Regions from separate parts of the Mus musculus genome. Here region 1 is linked to region 2. The links are chromatin contacts, called in public HiChIP or PLAC-seq maps. All regions are on one chromosome and are shown on one strand. The core of a region is the stretch at or near the end of the contact, and the rest is flanking DNA. Distances in the headings are between cores, read along the strand shown.

Region 1 (6,056 bases), core at 2,531-5,030, 300 kb after region 2:
TGAACAAGAGGCACCCAAAGGAAGGGAGTCTCAAGTTGTCACTATCAACTTACATTTACCTTTCAAGGATCTGTGGCCCACATGTCTGGGTCAGGTCCTGCTATCAGGTGAACACAGAGAGCTGTCAAGACAGGTGGAACGTCTCTGGTGTGGTATCTGAGTCCAGTAGGTGCTGCATTTGGCTTGCATGCTTCCTTTACGTTCCTATAGAATCTTCTAGAACTTCAGATAGATCGTTCTTTCTGCACACTCTGAACTTTCCCTCCTTGCTTCCTTCTCTTTCCCACAGATCTTTTGATCTCTTAGCCTCCCTATCTCTTTTCTGGCTAATTCCAGAATCCTCTGCCTCTCTCTGGTCTCACCTTGAGCCACAATGATGACCATGGTCAGCTCTTTACCAGTTCAAAACACTCCACAACTTTGGCTTTTTTTGCGGTAAGGTCTCTATTTGTCTCTCTTGAGCTAAGATCATGATCAAGAAAGATCTTGAGCTCAAGACCTTTCTGCCTCCAGCCCTCCGAGTACTGGATCACCATCCAAGTGGTGGGATATGCTACCATACCCAGCAAAAGACTAAATGTTAGTGGAAATCTCCAGGTGGAAACACTAATCTTAAGGTTATCTTCCCCATTTGAAAATGGTTTGTTTATGCCTGAATTACTGTTTATTGCTATACATACACACTGTAGAGGAATATATGTATTTATACTATTTAATTTAAACTGGTAATCAAGTTTATGGTAATCTTCCTTCCTCAGAGTCTCAAATGTTGGGATTACTATTGAATGCTACCACACCTCACCAGGTAAGATTTTGTTTAATAATTTTTTATGTTATATGCATGTGTGTTTTATGTTTGGGCACATGTATCTGTGTACACAAATGTAGTTACAGATGAGCACTGTTTGTGTGTTTCTCTTTTCTATCATTCTCTGCCTGGCGTGGTTTAGTATTTGAATAAATATGAAAGTGTCCTTTTTTGGCAAGCCCAGCTTTAATTGCTATTACTGGATTAGTTTGTCTAAAGAAATGTCAAGCTACAACGTGAAACTGGGTGGTGATCAGGTCATTTCAGGCTTTTATGTAGCCAAGTCTATTCTAGATATAAATACCCTTAAGCACTGAAGGAGCAAGCCTATGAATTCTGAACTCTTCCCCTCGATCAGACCTGCTTCTGAGGCTGCTCCAGGCTTCATCACCAGCAGTCATATGACCTTTTAATAACAAAACTAAACACCAAAATAATCCTGAATTTCCCAGCTGTAGAAGATCATCAAAAAAGTTTTATAATAGACTTATAGTTTAATAAAATGTGTTTCATGTCTGGCCTCTCTTACAATGAAGGTATAAAGTATGTAAGACTGTTAGGTCCACATTGGGCTCCCCAAATGGTAGTGCTGGTGAGAATGTCCTAAACAGAAGGATTGTTACCAGATAAACGGAGCCTTAAATTCAACATCCTTCATGGATTTTCTAAAGTGATTTTCTGTTTATCAGGAACCTCCCTTAATCCACCCCACACGTCAACTACCTTGGACATCTAGTTCCGGGTCAATCCAAACAATCCTGTATTAGCTCAAAGCCTCCCCCTCCCTGTTAACATATAAAATTTACTTGCTTTCTGCAATTTTGTGCTCCCACACACCCAGAGATAGCCTTGGCAGCTTGATCCCTAATAAGCGTTTATTTCTACCTATGGAGGGGTCTAGTTATGACCTCTGCATAAATTCTCAGTATAAATTCTTACTGACCTCTCCAGCATCTTCCAGATAGATGATCATTCTTAACTGTGTTTTGGGACTAGGCAAGTTTTCAGAGGGAAGAAGAAAAGAATCTTGTTTTGGAGTCCAATTCCTTGGCCAGTGTTCCTCAAGCTTGCTTGTTTTCTTATTTGTGTGAAGGTTTGTTTCAGTGCTTATAGCTTGAATATTCCCTGTAAGTAGAAAGCGTTCTACTTCATTTCATTGGGTTGGGGGTGGATGTTGTTTTTGGTTTTTTTTTTTTTTTTTTTTTTTACAGTTCTAGAAATAGAACATGAGACAAATGCTAAGCCAGAGCTTTACCACTGAGCTACTCCATTCAAGCTACATTTCTTTGTCACTTAAAAGATAGGGTTGACAAAATTGCTCAGTGGTTAAAGATGCATGCCAGGAAAACTTAGCAACTTCAGTTTTACCCTGCTGCTCAAGGCGGAAGGAGTGAACCGATGACACGTGCACCGTGGCATACACAATACACACATCATAATAATAAATAAATTTAAATTTTTTATACTAGTGTTGAAAAATGATTTTGAGTTTTTAAAAATTTAGTCTTTTTGCTGGCTGGTGAAGCCTTTATTCCCAGCACTCAGGAGGCAGAGGCAGGCGGATCTCTGAGTCTGTGGCCAGCCTGTTCTACAGAGTGAGTTTCAGGACAGCCAGGGTTACATGGAGAAAGCCTGTTTCAAAAATTCAAAAGGAGGAAAAACATATATAGTCTTTTGAAAACGTTCCGCATCAACGCACACTAAGCACAACTCTCACCTCCAAGAGGATAAGGGATTATTCGGAAGCCAAAACGTGAAGGACCATGGCCTAGGAACACAGATTTATGCTACCCTAACTTTCATGATGCTTTTATAATAACAGAACAAAGTCTTTTCTTTTAATTACTTTATTTATTTTGTATATATATGAGTACACTGTTGCTGACTTCAGACACACCAGAAGAGGGCATCTGATCCCATTACAGATGGTTGTGAGCCACCATGTGGTTGCTGGGAATTGAACTCAGGACCTCTGGAAGAGCAGTCAGTGCTCTTAACCACTGAGCCATCTCTCCAGCCCACCCCCCCTACCCCCCCAAAACAAAGTCTTATGGCAGTTTTTTTTTTTTCAAATAAATTTGTGGAAATATTAAGTAGGTGGTTACAGCCAAATGGAAAAAATCTCAGTGCTAGGCCTCGAATGCTGGCTGGTGATGCTCTTAGCTTTTTGATTGGTGGAAACTGGATTTCATTATGTTAATTACATTCTAAAAGGCTTTAGTCTCGTGATGTTAGGTCAAACACAAAGGTAGGCAAGGAATGGCTGCTTAGAGGTTAAAGATAACCCATGGTAACTGTAATTAGACTCTGGGCCTGTAACACTGTAGCCTCTCCACAATCATTCAATTTTTAACCAGTTGATTGTCCTTGGAGAAGATTGAGTTTAAGGGTAGCTTCTCTCTGGGCACCTTCACTTACAGCCCACTGGCACAATAAAGGCATGAGGGTTATGGGACCAACCAGCTGCTATCCGATCAGCTCTGAGGCTCGCTCTCCAGGAAGGAACTCATGTGTAGTAAAACCTGTCAAAAGCCCAGGTCTGAAGGAAAACCTACATGTCTAGGGAAACCTCCTATTGTTTAGTTAAATGGTTATGTTGTCAAATTTCTTTCTAAATATCTACCTAGATTTGTACTACTCTCAACTGTGGTCAGGGGAGCCGATTTTTTTCAGTGGGCCTCTGGGTTAATATGGTGACTCCTGGTTAAAGTGGGAGACTGAGGGACTGTCAGCTTTCAGTTTTCAGGTCAGGACACATTAAGGAAGAGCAGGAAGGTGGGGAGGATGTCTTCTGACACGACAGGACTGTCACACTCATGAACCCACAGCAGACTAGCACACGATCAGGCCAGTCAAAATCCCAGCGTGGATGAGAGGGAGTTTATGTGGCTCCCCCTAGTTGAGGAGCCATTGGCACCAGTGCTAGGAGGAGAGCCATTTTTCCTCAGGGGTGTGGCTACTGGTAGGTACCCATGCTCTGGTGGGTAGTTCCCCCCGCCCCTGTGTACACAGGGCAGTACTAATTGGACTCAGTGGGTTGGTTGTTTGTCTTTTTAAAAGAAGAAGAGGATATGAGATGGGGAGGGGCCCATGTTGGAGGGGGGGTCTAGGGGAAGTTGGAGGTGGGGGTAGATATGATCAAAATACATTATATGTACATATGAAATTCTCAAAGAACAAATACAAATTATAGTACTAAAAAATTAGGTATTGGGGGGGATAGACAATCTTATTATGTAGCCCAAGATGACCTCAAACTTAGAGTCGACTTGCCTCAACCTTACCAGTGCTAGGATTACAGGCATATGTTTTTGTGTTTTATTTTGAGAACTTTGTTTCACTTTGCCTTTGGCAATAAGGTCACTTCCTAGTTTCATACAATCCCAATGGGCTTAACTGAAATAATTATCACTTCCTCTCTAAAAAGAAACTTTCACAGTATTTATTAAGCACACTCTATGTGCCCCAAGATACCGGGTGGGTGTCTCATCCGGGTTCCATTTCCAGTAGCCCATTGGAATTGAAGGAAGAGGTAGGAATCCTTGGAGAGTCAATTGGTTTGGCACAGATAACACCTTAAGACAATGCTGTTACCTAAGAAGTCAGTGTAAACCAGATGTGGTGGTCCATGTCTGTAATCCTCCCACTTTGGAGATTGAGGCAGGGTGATTCCCACAAGTTTTGCCTAGGAAATCTTAGCTATCCTAGGCTACAGTGATAGAGACTCTGTCCCAAAAAGGAAGTTTGTTTGTTTTTTAAAAGAGGTAACATAAAACATAAGAACAACCTTTAGACTCTGACACATAGAGATTCACACTCAGCTTTGCACCCATTATAAAGTAGCTTCTAAGTTGTCACATCATCTATCAGATGGGGTCCTTGCATAACACTGGAGAATGAACTGTCCTGTTATAAATGGATACAAATAAAAGCAATACAAATAAATACAAGAACCTTTGTAGAGCACTTTTGTACATAAGAGATATTCAACAAACAGTAGCTATTACTGTGTGTTCCTTGTGATAAAAATTCACACACACACACACACACACACACACACTGAGATGGCTCAGTAGGTAAAGGTACTTTCTGCCAAGACTGAGCTTGATCCCTGGACCCATTAACCAACTCCCATAAGTTGTCCTCTGACTTCCATACCTGTACTGTGCCACCTGCACCCGAAAACATCCACTCACATATTTTTATTTTATTTTATTTTATTTTTTTCTTATAAAAAACAATATTTAATTGGGGCTGGCTTACAGGTTCAGAGGTTCAGTCAGTTATCATTAAGGTGGAAGTATGGCAGTATCCAGGCAGGCATGGTGCAGGCAGAGCTGAGAGTTCTATGTCTTCATCCAAAGGCTGCTAGTGGAAGTCTGACTTCCAGGCAATTAGGGTGAGGATCTTATGCCCACACCCACAGTGGCACACCTACTCCAACCAAGTCACACCACACTCACATATTTTTAAATAGATAAGTGCAATAAAAATATTTTAAATCCACAAAATAAATGGAAAAAAACCCCACACACAAACAAAACCATTGGCTCTGTTTTTCATAAGTCAGATGCAAAACAAACTGTAGAATGTTAAAAACATAAGTTATCTCTAAAAGCATGTATAGAATATAACTACTATAAGAATATATAAGACATGTATGTAAATGCTTTATACCAAAATTCCTGACACATAACACTTGCTTGGAGGCTGTCTTTGTTAAGGTTGCTATTGCCATGATGAATAAATACCATAATTAAAGCAAGCCAGGGAGAAAAGGGTTTATTTGCCTCTCTATCGCTGCTCATCCTGAAGGAAGTCAGAACAGGAACTCAAACAGGGCACGAATTCAAACCTGGAGGCAGGAGCTGATGCAGAGGCCATGGAGAAGTGCTGCTTACTGGCTTGCTCCTCATGATCTAATCCTCCTGCTTTCTTACAGAACCTTGAACCACCAGCCCAGGGATTGCCCCACCCACAGTGGGCTGGGCCCTCAACCATCAATCACTAAGAAAATGCAGGATCTTGTAGAGGCATTTTTCTCAATTGAGGTTCCCTTCTTTCAAATAACTAGTTTGTGTCAAGTTAACATAAAACTAGCCAGCATACTAGTGGTAGTACTTACTAGAGAGTTATAATTCTCCTGAACTAGATCCAGTTAGGCATCTCTACCCTAAGCTGCAAACCTGAAGTATCAGAAAACAGAGACCTCCCCCCAACATCTCCCCCCACCTTCCTCTTACCTCCC
Region 2 (6,019 bases), core at 2,758-5,257:
AAGGCATAAAACAATCATTTATGATCTCACTCCCTAGACTGTGCTATGTTAGCCAGCTTTCTGTTTCAGTGACAAAATGCATGATGAAATGAACTTACGAAGAAGAAAGATTTGCGATGACGGGGTTTTTTGGGAGGGGGTGTGTGTGTCTCACCCATGGTCTCTTGACCCTTGTGCTTCCGGCTTTGGCAGCAATGGTAAGTCATAGCAGAAGCACTGGTGAGACCAGTCAGCTTACCTGATGACAGACAGCTGAGAAACATGGAGAAATTAGGGGTCAGTGTCCCAGTTTCTGCTTCAAGGGCATGTCCCCCAATCACCTAATGCATCTATTTAACTACAGCATGACTGCTCCAACATCTCCTAATAGCACCGCAGGCTGGCAACAAGCATTTAACACTTTAGGGACATTTATCCAAACTATGACATCTTGGTTTTTTATATTTTTTCTATTTTAATAAAAAGAGGAGGACTAGAGAGAAGGCTCAGAAGATATGAGCACTGGCTGCTCTTCCAGAGGACCAGGGTTCAATCCTCAGCACCCACACGGTGGCTGACAACACTCTGCAACTTTAATCCAAAGGATCTGATGCCCTCTTTATCCTCTGCAGGCACTGCACACAAGTGATACACAGACACACTTGCAGGCAAAACACCCACTCACATAAAATAAAAAATGAAAAAACAGTTTGTAATACAAAGAATGTACCATTATTAGAAATCTGGTATTAAATAGTTGGGTAGCCCTAAACAAATTCACAAACGTTTATGGGCCACAGTGTCCTCACTTGGGACATGGATTGGAATTCTTTTTTTTTTCATCGTGTTTTATTTTTAATAATAAGATATAGATATTGAGCCGGGTGTGGTGGCGCACGCCTTTAATCCCGGCACTTGGGAGGCAGAGACAGGCGGATTTCTGAGTTCGAGGCCAGCCTGGTCTACAAAGTGAGATCCAGGAGAGCCAAGACTATACAGAGAAACCCTGTCTCGAAAAACCAAAAAAAAAAAAAAAAAAAGATATAGTATAGATATTGTTCTTTTTTTTTCTTTTATTAGATATTTTCTTTATTTACATTTCAAATGTTATCCCCTTTCCAAGTCTCCCCTCTGGAAGCCTCCTATCCTATCCCCCAACCCCAGCCTCTATGAGGGTGCTTCCCACCCCGCCCCCACTCCTGCCTTCCACCCCTGGCAATCCCCTACACTGGGGCATCGAACCCCCACAGGACCAAGGGACTCTCCTCCCATCGATGTCCAACAAGGCCATCCTCTTTCACATACACAGCTGGAGCCATGGGTCCCTCCATGTGTACTCTTTGGTTGGTAGTCTGGTCCCCAGGACCTCCGGGGGATCTGGCCAGTTGACAATGATGCTCCAAGCCAACCATTGGACTGAGCGTGGGGTCCCTGATGGAGGAGTCAAGGAAGAGACTGAAGGAACTGAGGGGGTTTTCAGCCCCATGGATTGGAGTTCTTAACTCCATTGTATAGTAAAACCACCATTGCATAAACTCTGACATCAGGGCTGTACCTGAGAGCAAAGATATCAGAAATTTCACACCACCTTCTCCACCTTTAACTGTAAATACATCACCCAATGAATGATTTTGATAAAATGCTGATTTGGTCTTTGAAGGGACCCTCACAGGTGATGGATGTCAGGGCTCCTAGAACCTCCAACTGTTTTTTGTTTGTTTGCTTGGTTTTTTTTTTTTTTTTTTTTTTGAGGAGTTACAGGTAAATCATCTCCATGTGCCTACACATCGCTTCTGTTCTGTGCACAAAGGCCATTTTTTTCTTTGTATGTGTGTGCATGTGTAAGTGTGTGCATCCTGTGCAGGTCTATATTATACACATGTACAAATGCAACCCAGGTGTGCCAATATGGGTGTGGAGATCAGAGGGCAATCTCAAGTATCAATACTTGCCTTCCACCTTGTTTAAGACAGAGTCCCTTTATTGTCTTTTCAGGGCATATGTGAGACTGAGATTGGCTAACCCATCAACTTTCTAGAATTTTCTTTCTCCACCCCCATCTCCCCAGAGGAGCTCTGGGCATGCAGATGTCTATTACCGCCTCCAGCTTTTATGGGGCTTTAGATCTAAGAGCTCGGGTTCTCATACTCCAATGGCAAGTGCTTTTACCCAGTGAGCCATCTCCCAGGCCCTCCCTCCAGTTTTTATATTGGATGCTTAATGAGAACCATTAAATTTTCTCACATTTCTTGGTGATGCGACAGAGTTTGGAAAAAAAACTTAGAAAATACAGAGCTACGAAGACTTCGTGTGATCTCTGGTGTTTTCCTTTTTTAAACAGTTGCCTTTTAAAATGTATGCAACATGAGAATTCCATAAACCAAATGGAACCAACTCTGTGTCCCTCACTCTGTTGTTATTCCACACTAAGTCCTTGTTTATATTTTGCATAAAACAATCTTGATAAGTTACCTTCCGTCTCTATATTCTCCCCACTTGATTCGCTTCCAACTGTTCTCGTTTTGCTAACTGCTTAGAGGCTCTGTGGACCTTGAGAGCAAACTTTAATAAACCACTTTGTTTTGTATTTTGTCCTCATTTCTTGCATGTACTTCTGCATCATATCGAGGGCAACACTCTCAAAACAGTTACCATTCAAATATGACAGAACGTGCCATCTTTTCCTAAGCTGTGTTTTCTACAGTTCTGTGTTCTTCTGTGGGTACTCTCTGAAGAGTGTTACTCCTTCTCGAGGAATTCATGAGTAGTTTTTGTAGAATGAATGTATTTTAAGCTAACTTCCCCTGGTCTTATTCCAGGGTGGGCACATATGGCAGTGTTGATTTGGGAGTTAGATTTTGTTTTTGTTTCCTGTCTCTCCTGCTCTTGACACCCGCCTTCTGAGTGGAGTCAGATTTGAAGGACTGAGAAAAAGCCCACATTGCATTCCATCTGGGCTCCAACTGCCAGATGCAGTGCCCCGGCTTCCCTCTTCGCACCATAAGCTCATGCCAACTGTAACGTTGAGATGGGAGAGCATAGTTATCACAGACCAAGCTCAAAAGCCTTTTCTTCCTAAGGGTTGTTAATAGTGTGCGCCACGATGGGGCCCCAGCTCCCCGGATTCTGTGCCTTACATCACTGGAAAAAAAAAATGACATTTACAGGATGCTCAAGACATGGCTCGGATTCTTCATTTCCCATTTATTTCCCCACACCCCCCTGGTTGGCATAATGATTGTGCAGATTTATATTTGGGAAGGTGAGCAGCAAAAGATTAGTGTCCGCTCCCCATCCCCAGTCACTGCAGAGCGAATCTGCCCTGAGATTCCACCAACAACCCACTTTCTCGGCCTCTTCCAGGGCCCGACTTTGACAAAGGGTTATTTGCGTCCACTAGATGGTGCTGGTTATCTGTGGAAATGACTAACCCCCACCTTCAAAAGTTCTTGCTTTCCTAGGATGTTAAGGTGTGATTTAAGAGACCACTGGACTGAAATCTCAGGGCCCTTGAACTGAGCGTGGGTGTGTCTTTAAATAGCCATTCAAGTGGGAGAAGTGAAAATTAGGTCTGAAAATAGTAGCAAATATTATAAATAGCCAATAGCAACCATTTGATGATTTCAGAAAAACAGGAAATTCTCACACTTATATAAAAAACAGCAGATGTGCAAACTGTGTGTTTTCTTCTACTTCCTCTTTTGTTATACAACTTCCAGCACCTTTTAGTCCAGTGTATCCACAGCGTGGTCCACATGAGCAAGGGTGAGCAGGGGAGTAAATCATGTCGAAACAGTGAAGCCCAGGTAACAAGTAGTCTCATTTTTATTCCAAATAAGATGCCTTTTGATAGAGTATCTTTTTATGGTATCAGCTTTAGCAAGTAGAAATGAACTAGAAATGATCACTTGGGGGTGCTGTTGTTAGTCCCTCTCCACTGATTCTGCAGGTCCAGGAGTACAGGAGCCTGAGTTTTAGCCAGTATAGCAGGCAGTGATTCTGAAACAATTGGACCCTGAGCCTACTGGGGAACCTGTAGGAGTTCCTGTTTCAGAGGCTGGGCGGTGGGGCCCGCTGCTGCTCCCAGGAGCTCTCTGGGAGATGGCTCCCACCAGGGCTCTGAAGAGTGGCAGCAGGTGCTTCCTTATGTAAAAACAAAAGTAGAAAATAGGAAATCTTTGGCCCCTCCCACTCTGCTCCATTGTGCCTCTGTGGAATGGAGTCAGGTCCTGGTCCATGGATACTTTTATTTCTTTAAAAAAAAAAAATCAGGATTTTCTTTTAAAGCCTTGATACTTTTTGATGTTTATTGTCCCCAAATCATAATGATGCCTTCAGATTTTTTTTAAAGTGAAAGGAGTTAGTAGGAACATTGTCATGTGACTTTCACTTATTGTCTGGGAATGTCAAGTGGAGCTTGCCAGACGGTGGAGATGATGATAATCAACTTGTACACTGCACACACATGTGCTTATCCCCCAACACACATGTCCACACACACACATATGCACATACATGCACACACACATGTGCTTATCCCCCCGACACACATGTCCACACACACATGCACACACACATGTGCTTATCCCCCCGACACACATGCACACACACATGTGCTTATCCCCCCAACACACATGTACACACACACACACACAAAACACAAAGATTAGTAGAGCAAGCTGCAGAGATTTGTTTTTAAGGACTTTTATTTTTGTTAATGTATTTGTATGTGTGAGAGAGCGAGTCTGTGTGTGTGTGTGTGTGTGTGTGTGTGTGTGTGTGAATGAGTGTGCACCTAAGCACATGTGAGTGTCTATAAAGGACAGAAGAGGGTATCTGGTACCCTTAGAACTAGAATTGCAGTTGGCAGTGGACTAATATGGGGGCTGGGAAGTGCACTCTGGTCCTCTGTAAGAGCACTAATGTAAGAGCACTCCTAACCACCAAGCCAGCTCTCCAGCCTCTAAGATTTGTTTTGAAATCCAGCAAACCAATGAAGACGAGGCTATGTTCTGATTCTTGCTGTGACTTGGGGATGGGGGTGGGGATCTTTTTAATTCTGCCCTTAAGAGTGCAGCTTGCCCTGGGGCATATAAAGTTTGTGTGTCCAATGGGCCTCTCTTTCCAGTGATGGCCGACTAGGCCATCTTTTGATACATATGCAGCTAGAGTCAAGAGCTCCGGGGTACTGGTTAGTTCATAATGTTGATCCACCTATAGGGTTGCAGATCCCTTTAGCTCCTTGGGTACTTTCTCTAGCTCCTCCATTGGGAGCCCTGTGATCCATCCATTAGCTGACTGTGGGCATCCACTTCTGTGTTTGCTAGGCCCCGGCATAGTCTCACAAGAGACAGCTACATCTGGGTCCTTTCGATAAAATCTTGCTAGTGTATGCAATGGTGTCAGCGTTTGGATGGAACGCCAGGGCCAAAAAGGGGGAGTGGGCGGGTAGGGGAGTGGGGGTGGGTGGGTATGGGGGACTTTTGGTATAGCATTGGAAATGTAAATGAGCTAAATACCTAATAAAAAATGGAAAGAAAAAAAAAAGAGTGCAGCTTGCCAAGTCCTCCTTCAGAGAAAGGGACAAGTGTTTCTTTTCCCTAAGGAAGTCCCCTCAAGTAACATCTACTTAACCTTCTCATTATGCTGCTGGCTCCAAAGTCAGGACAAAATACTCGACAAAAGCAACCTAAGGAAAGAAGGGTTGATTCGGGCTCACGGTTTGAAGGGATACAGTCTATCCTTGTGGTGAAGCTGCAGGAGCAGGCAGCAGGAGTGTGGAGTAGCTGGTTACTCCTGTCAGGGTGTAGCTGGGGGAAATGAACGCTGGTGCTCCAATAGGCCTTCTCCCTTTTGTTCATTCTGGGCCTCAGCCCTTGGGATGTTGTTCCCTGTATCCAAAGTATAGCTTCCCCCTTTGAGTTAAACCTCTCTGGAAATGTTATGGACACCTCAAGAGGGTCTCTCTCCTGCATGATTGATTCTAAACCCTGTGAAGTTGGCAAGGAAGATCAACTACTAATCATGTTGAAATGAAGTG

Evidence for each region. HiChIP or PLAC-seq counts read pairs in DNA pulled down with a chosen protein or histone mark.
Region 1: a contact with region 2 is called in an H3K27ac HiChIP or PLAC-seq map of large pre-B cells, with 2.3 times the contacts expected there. The contact joins two enhancer-like sites. A contact is called at or near these places in 1 of 484 Hi-C or Micro-C datasets (bone marrow-derived macrophages) and 2 of 115 datasets of contacts at active chromatin or transcription factors (bone marrow-derived macrophages and large pre-B cells).

The regions. Positions count from the first base shown.
Region 1 is chr2:118,558,426-118,564,481 of GRCm38.p6, forward strand. No RefSeq gene overlaps it. Among named protein-coding and RNA genes, the nearest start is that of Bmf, 12 kb to the left of the region's middle. Within about 2 kb of position 3,781, at least 44 of the 459 cell types and tissues checked have an H3K27ac peak or open chromatin away from gene starts, as enhancers often do. A contact at or near this core is called in bone marrow-derived macrophages, where this site is marked.
Region 2 is chr2:118,259,949-118,265,967 of GRCm38.p6, forward strand. No RefSeq gene overlaps it. Among named protein-coding and RNA genes, the nearest start is that of Fsip1, 6.0 kb to the left of the region's middle. Within about 2 kb of position 4,008, at least 56 of the 459 cell types and tissues checked have an H3K27ac peak or open chromatin away from gene starts, as enhancers often do. A contact at or near this core is called in bone marrow-derived macrophages, where this site is marked.